2 separate regions of the Cricetulus griseus genome follow, and region 2 is linked to region 1. Evidence: chromatin contacts called from public Micro-C data. All regions are on one chromosome and are shown on one strand. The core of a region is the stretch at or near the end of the contact, and the rest is flanking DNA. Distances in the headings are between cores, read along the strand shown. Region 1 has its middle 61 kb from the start of Srsf5. Region 2 holds the start of Susd6 (sushi domain-containing protein 6).

What was found. Hi-C and Micro-C count contacts between places; a contact is called where the count stands out from the background.
Region 2: a contact with region 1 is called in a Micro-C map of the CHO-K1 cell line, with 4 times the contacts expected there. The contact joins the promoter of Susd6 here to the enhancer-like site in region 1. A contact is called at or near these places in 6 of 8 Hi-C or Micro-C datasets (the CHK-Q cell line, the CHL-YN cell line, the CHO-K1 cell line and 2 more).

What each region holds. Positions count from the first base shown.
Region 1 is chr5:122,740,451-122,743,411 of CriGri-PICRH-1.0, reverse strand. No RefSeq gene overlaps it. Among named protein-coding and RNA genes, the nearest start is that of Srsf5, 61 kb to the right of the region's middle. Within about 2 kb of position 1,546, at least 2 of the 6 cell types and tissues checked have open chromatin away from gene starts, as enhancers often do. A contact at or near this core is called in the CHO-K1 cell line and fibroblasts, where this site is marked.
Region 2 is chr5:122,848,436-122,851,396 of CriGri-PICRH-1.0, reverse strand. Susd6 (sushi domain-containing protein 6) reads left to right here and starts at 1,409. Exons shown (of 7, transcript XM_035444948.1): 1 at 1,409-1,667.

The sequences.
Region 1 (2,961 bases), core at 297-2,796:
TGATGGGCATTATAAAAGAGATGAATACATCATCACCAATTGCAGAAAAGATGGAAGGGCCCACAGAGCCCTAGCTAGTTCTCCCCAAGCATTTATACTATCCCATGACCTGTTTAACAACCCCCCCAACAGGTCCCACTTTTTAAGGGTTAAGTTCCAACATATGAACTTTGGAGGGACATTCAATGGTTTCACTTGGGAGTCTTTTCTTCAAATATCCTCGCTCATTTGTGTCTAAGTTATTTTTTTGCAACTATTTAGTAAAGCAAAAATGTGAATGTAAGCCAAAGTTATCAGCCTTGTCTATTTAAATAATCCAGCATTTCAAATATACAATGAATACCTGGAGAGGGGGACTAAAATTAAGAAAAAAAAAGCTGGTGGTGGTGCAAGTCTTTAATCCCAGCATTTGAGAGGCAGGGGCAGGCAGATCTCTGAGTTCAAGGCCAGCCTGATCTATAGAGTGAGTTTCAGGCCAGCCAAAGCTACACAGAGAAACCCTGCCTTGAAAAAACAAAACAAACATTACTTAAGAGGCAATCTACAGAACATATTGTGGTCTGAGAAAAGCCAGGTGCCGAATGGAGTACATATGCTGCTATCTTTTCTTTTTTGGCAAAGAGATGGAAAAGAATTTATCAGCATGCATATTTTCCTGCGCACAGATAACCGTAGAGTCAAGAGCATCCTGCATGTATAGTACTAGAAGCGCTGAGTGCCTCTGAGGAACAGTGCTGGAGCCTGGGAGAGCTATGTGGGAGGGGGGGTCATCTTCTAATCAAGACCCTTCAGAAGATTTATTTTTTAAGTGTGTGTGTGTGTGTGTGTGTGTGTGTGTAAGCAAGAGTGTGCATGCATACACTTGAAAGCAGGTGCCCAAAGAGGCCACAGGCACCAGATTCCCTGGAGCTAGAGTCACAGGCAGTTGTGAGCTACCTAATGTGGGCTCTGGGAACTGAACTTGGGTCCTCTGGAAGATAGTACGTGCTTGTAACTGTCGAGCCATTTCTCTAGTCCTAGACCCTCTTGCACTTAGGAGTTTTGAAGCAAGAGAATGTAACACATGTTCAATAAACTACTTGAAGAACATATGTAAATGTATACTTACAATTACATACAGACACACACACCCCAGGCCATCTTGGCTGAAAGGCCTGAGATTCATGAATGACCATATGGGGAGAGAAAAAGATACACAGACAAAGGGGTCAGAAGGATTACAACTCTAAGGCAAGAAGAAACAGAAGGAGCAGCATGGCAGCGAGCTGGTTTTGGTCTATGAGAAAGCAATCTGGGAGCCCATACAAAGAGCCAAGGCATGTAGGACTCAAGCTGTGACCAGGACTCAGAAGATGGCCCATCACATTGTTCCTGGGGATGATGAAAGCTTGTTTCCAGGGGAAGCAGAGGTGGTGAGATTTGTAGGGCGGGGAGGATGGAAGGGATGTAAGGGACAATCTACCAGCAAGGACGGAGCGGGAGGCAGAACCCAGTATTTTACAAGGTCTGATGCAAGCTTACTACATATTTACATTCCTGGGATGGAGAGTCATGGTATTCCTGGAAGCACACGCACTTAGATTCTTGTGGGCCAGCTCTGACGCATGGTAATTACCAAATGTGTTAATACCAAATGAGCACGGAACATGAACTCTGAACAAACTCTGTGAAGCATAAGGACACCAGAAGGGAATGAGATCAACACAGTCCCTGTCTTGAGACGGGTGTTCAGGCCACTCAGGACAAGATTCCTTGAGAGAATGATAGCTGGAACTTTAAATCCTTTGGCATTAGCTAGGTAAGGAGAGCACTCCGTGGGATGTGAAGGCTGGATGGTCTGTGCCACTGAGGAGTTCTAGATTTAATGGCTGTGTTACAGAGAAGCAGCACATCCTCCATTTTAATAAACACATAATATTTGGAGCAGGTCAGCCACATGGTCCAGGAAGCTTTCTGTAAGTGTATGATTATATTTATTTGTTTGTTTTCTGAGACAGGGTTTCTGTGTAGTTTTGGCTGTCCTAGAACTCACTCTGTAGACCAGGCTGGCCTCAAACTCACAGATATCCACCTGCTTCTGCCTCCCAAGTGCTGGGGTAAAAGGCACATGGTACCACTGTCTAGCTATGATTGTTTTTAAATAAAATTGTTTTATTTAAAATAATCTCAATTAAGAATGATTATGACATACACTCTATCGTCTTAGTCTGTTTCCGTTGCTGTGACACAGTCCTTTAGACCAGGGTGATTTATAAAGAACAGAAATTTACTTCTCACTGAATGGAAGCCTGAGCCCAAGGCCCTGGCTTGTGAGACCAGTATACTAGATACCGTGAAATAGGAGGGGGCACGTATCTCAGAGGAGAGGAGAGGAGTGAGCTGGTACTCAAGCAGCAGCCCGTGCTCGGAGGCTGACTATGTACCTGAGTATCACCTGAGAGTCACAGAGTGCTGTGGTGGGACTTGGGAGGTGGGGGAGGAGGGGGTCGGAAGAAGGGCTATGACATCATGTATTCTCCAAATGTCCTCCTGTGTTGAAATGGATGGAGAAGGGTGAGTGTGGGTGAGGAAAGACCTCAGCCCTGCCAAGGCACCGGTTTATTTGGGAGTTTGTTCAAAAGCAGGTCCTGATTCAGAAGGACTGGGGTGGGGTAGGGATTCTGCATTTCTATCAAGCACATAGGAGATGCCAAGGCTGGTCTGCAAACTACCAGAGGAGTGGAGGACTTGTTCCCATAAGAAATGTGATAGCCTGAACCCAAGGGTGGCAGGGATGCTAGGAGCAATGGCCAGGCTTTCTTTAGAGGTAGACACTACAGATCTTTGTGATAGATAGGCCATAGAGGAAAGAGAAAAGTTTTGAAAAAAAAAAAAAAATCTGATCATCTGATCACTCCTGTGATGGTGATCTTTAATCCAGGCACTCAGGAGGCTGAGGCAGGCAAATCCGAGTTTGAGGCC
Region 2 (2,961 bases), core at 160-2,659, 110 kb before region 1:
CTCTCCAGTTTCTCTACTCTTTCCTCGGCTTCATTTCTCTTTGTCTCTTGGGTACTCCTGCTAGGACCACACGTTTCAGCAAGCTTGCTACAGTCCTACAGCGTTTGTCATCCTTTCTTTCTTTCTTTCTTTCTTTCTTTCTTTCTTTCTTTCTTTCTTTTTTGAGACAGGTTCTTGCTTTGTGACTGAGGCTGGCCTCGTATTTGGAATCCTCCTGCCTCAGCCTCCTTCCTAAGTGCTGAAATTACAGGCTGATGTATTTCAACCCTTTAATGGTCTGGGCAGTGCAGCTCCATTAGGGTGGGTGAATGAGCAGGATTCCGGGTGTCCATTTTCCCCGGGGTGGCGGGAGGGAGGTAGAAACACGTCAAGGGTTTCTGAGGCCCAAGAGGAAGAACTCTCTAGAGGGTGGGTGTGTTGTGGTGGTGGTAGTTCACAGCACCTTTATTGAAAGCTTTCTAGGTGAAAGGCCTGAGGTGTAGCTTTGTTCAAAGGGCATCTGGCAAAAGAAACAAAAACACCTCCCTCCCAGTGGAGCTAGGTAGGGCACCTGCTTATAAAAAAAGAAAAGGGCAACTAAAATGCCTGACTGATTTATGAGCCACTGATTTTCAGGAAGGAGTATCTCAACATTCATCCAGCACTTCTGAGACAGGTCAAGTACAAGGATGTGGGCACGAAGAGCCACAGTTTCCACTATCACGTGGCCACCCCTCTGCAGTGAGAGGTCACTGTTAGATGGATGCCGCAGGCCAATATAGTTTGGTCACTTGAGAAGGGCTCGATAGCAGAGCAAAGCTAGGGGCCATGCCTACAGCTCCGGGTTCCCCAGACCTTGCCGGAACCAGGTGCTTTTGAGTGTGCAGAAACAGCACTTTGGAACACCCATTAAAAAGATTCCGGTAGTCCATGCCAGCTTTATAGACTCAAAATGTCTGGATCTACATTTCCACACCTACCTAACCCCTCGGGGCACTTTTGAGATAGTTAAGTTACAGACCATAACCTAGAATACTGCTTAATAGGGAGATAATAACCTGCTTCAGAGATAGGTCAGGCAACGTGTGCGACAGAGCCTCTTAAACAGCAATGTGTACTTCTTTGCAAATGACAGTAATTAAAACAGCCAAATAATAACCAAACAATACAGTAAGACAACTGGAGAGCGCCCGGGAAAGGCGGCCAACTAGTGTTTACATTACAGCCAGTGAGGTCAGAGCTACTGTCTCTTTAAGGCTCCCCCCCCACACACACACCATTTCCCCCCCCCCAGGGGCGTGTCAGACAAGGTCGGCGGCGCGTGCGCGCGACTCCGCGGGGCGGTCGCAGCGACGCGACGCCGGCGCTTGTTGCGTGCGCGTCTGGCCCCGCCCAGGCCCGGGCCCTTCCCTTCCCCCCGCCCTCCGCGGGGCCTCCCCGCCCGCCCTGTACAGCTGGGCCAGTGACGCTGGCGCAGCGGACGCCGCGTTCCATCCTCCGAAGCCGGCCGCCGCTCGCCTCCTGCTCCTCCCGTAGCGCCCGACGGCACGAGCCAGTCCAGGGCACGCGAGGCGTCGCGGGGACCCGACAGGGAGTGCAGGAGGGCGCGCGCAGCGGCGGAGCGAGCGGGTTCTGCGGCGCGGGGGCTGCGAGCGCCCCCTTCCCGGAGGTCTCGGCGCGACTCCCGGGTGAGTTGTCACTGCCGCCCGGGCCGGAGGGCCGGCTTTGTGTCAGCGGCGCGCGGGTCTGGTTGTCAGGGCACGGGCGGGCACGCACCTCCGCAGGGACGCGGGCCTCAGCGCGGCCGCCTGCTCTCGCTCTGGCCCGTGTCAGCGGCTCGGGGCGCGCTCCGGTAGCCGGGCCCGGCCGCTCTTAGGGCGGCGGCGTGGCTGGCTGTGCGGTGCCGGGAACCCGAGGATCCGCGGCGGGCGGAGGCCCTCGTTGTGGCCGCTCTGGCCCTCGCGCCCAGCGAATCCGCGCGGCCCGGCGTTGCGGGACGGGACGGGCTTGGCCGAGGTGGATTTCCCGAGGAAATCTTGCAGCCGCTCGCGTGTGCGCGTGAGCTCTCTGGAGCCCCGGCGCCTTGTCGCCTCTTCAGTCGCAGAAAGTTTCTTATTATGTGGGCTGAAACTCGCCGAAGCCACTTCCTGTTTTGTTTTGTTTTGTTTTAAACGTGACTACATGTAGACTTTCTTTTTGAGTCCTAACTAAAATCATAAATATTTGTGAGTCTGACGGTCCCTCGCGGTTGTGGTTGTGCAGCCACCGTGGTGGAAAAACTTAAAAACCTGTAACGGAATTGGGAAGACAGCAAGACTTGGGAAAAGAGTCCTCAAGTTCATTAGGAACCTCAGGGCTCCGCAGAGGCCTAAAGTTGTCACACACTTCTATGGTGACAAGGCATTACGCTGCCCTTTGTTGCTTTTGCTGAGCTGACTGGGATTTGAAGTGCTGTGTACAGAGAGAGGTGCAGGGACGTTTTCCAGTTCAGTTAAGCCATGGGTCGATTTGCAGTGTCTTTCCACTCCTCACAACGTTTTGCTGTTAGAAGCCCTTGAGTTAAAAAGAAGACACACACACACACACACACACACACACACACACACACACAGACTTACTTTTGTGTTCTGGGAATTCACACACAACACACACACACACACACACACACACACACACACAGACTTACTTTTGTGTTCTGGGAATTCTACACACACACACACACACACACACACACACACACACACACACACACACACACTTACTTTTGTGTTCTGGGAATTCTACACCCAGATTGTCACCATCTAGCGGAGACTAGTAGAGACATGTCCTTGGCATTACTTCTTAGTTTTCTGAGCTTTGTACTTTTCGTTAGATGCATATGCAAACAGAAATGAGAATTGTCTGAGTTAGAGGGTGTTCCTATACATCAGTAAAGGAATAGTTTCATAAAGCGGTGGTAATATGGAAAATTTCCTGAGGGTT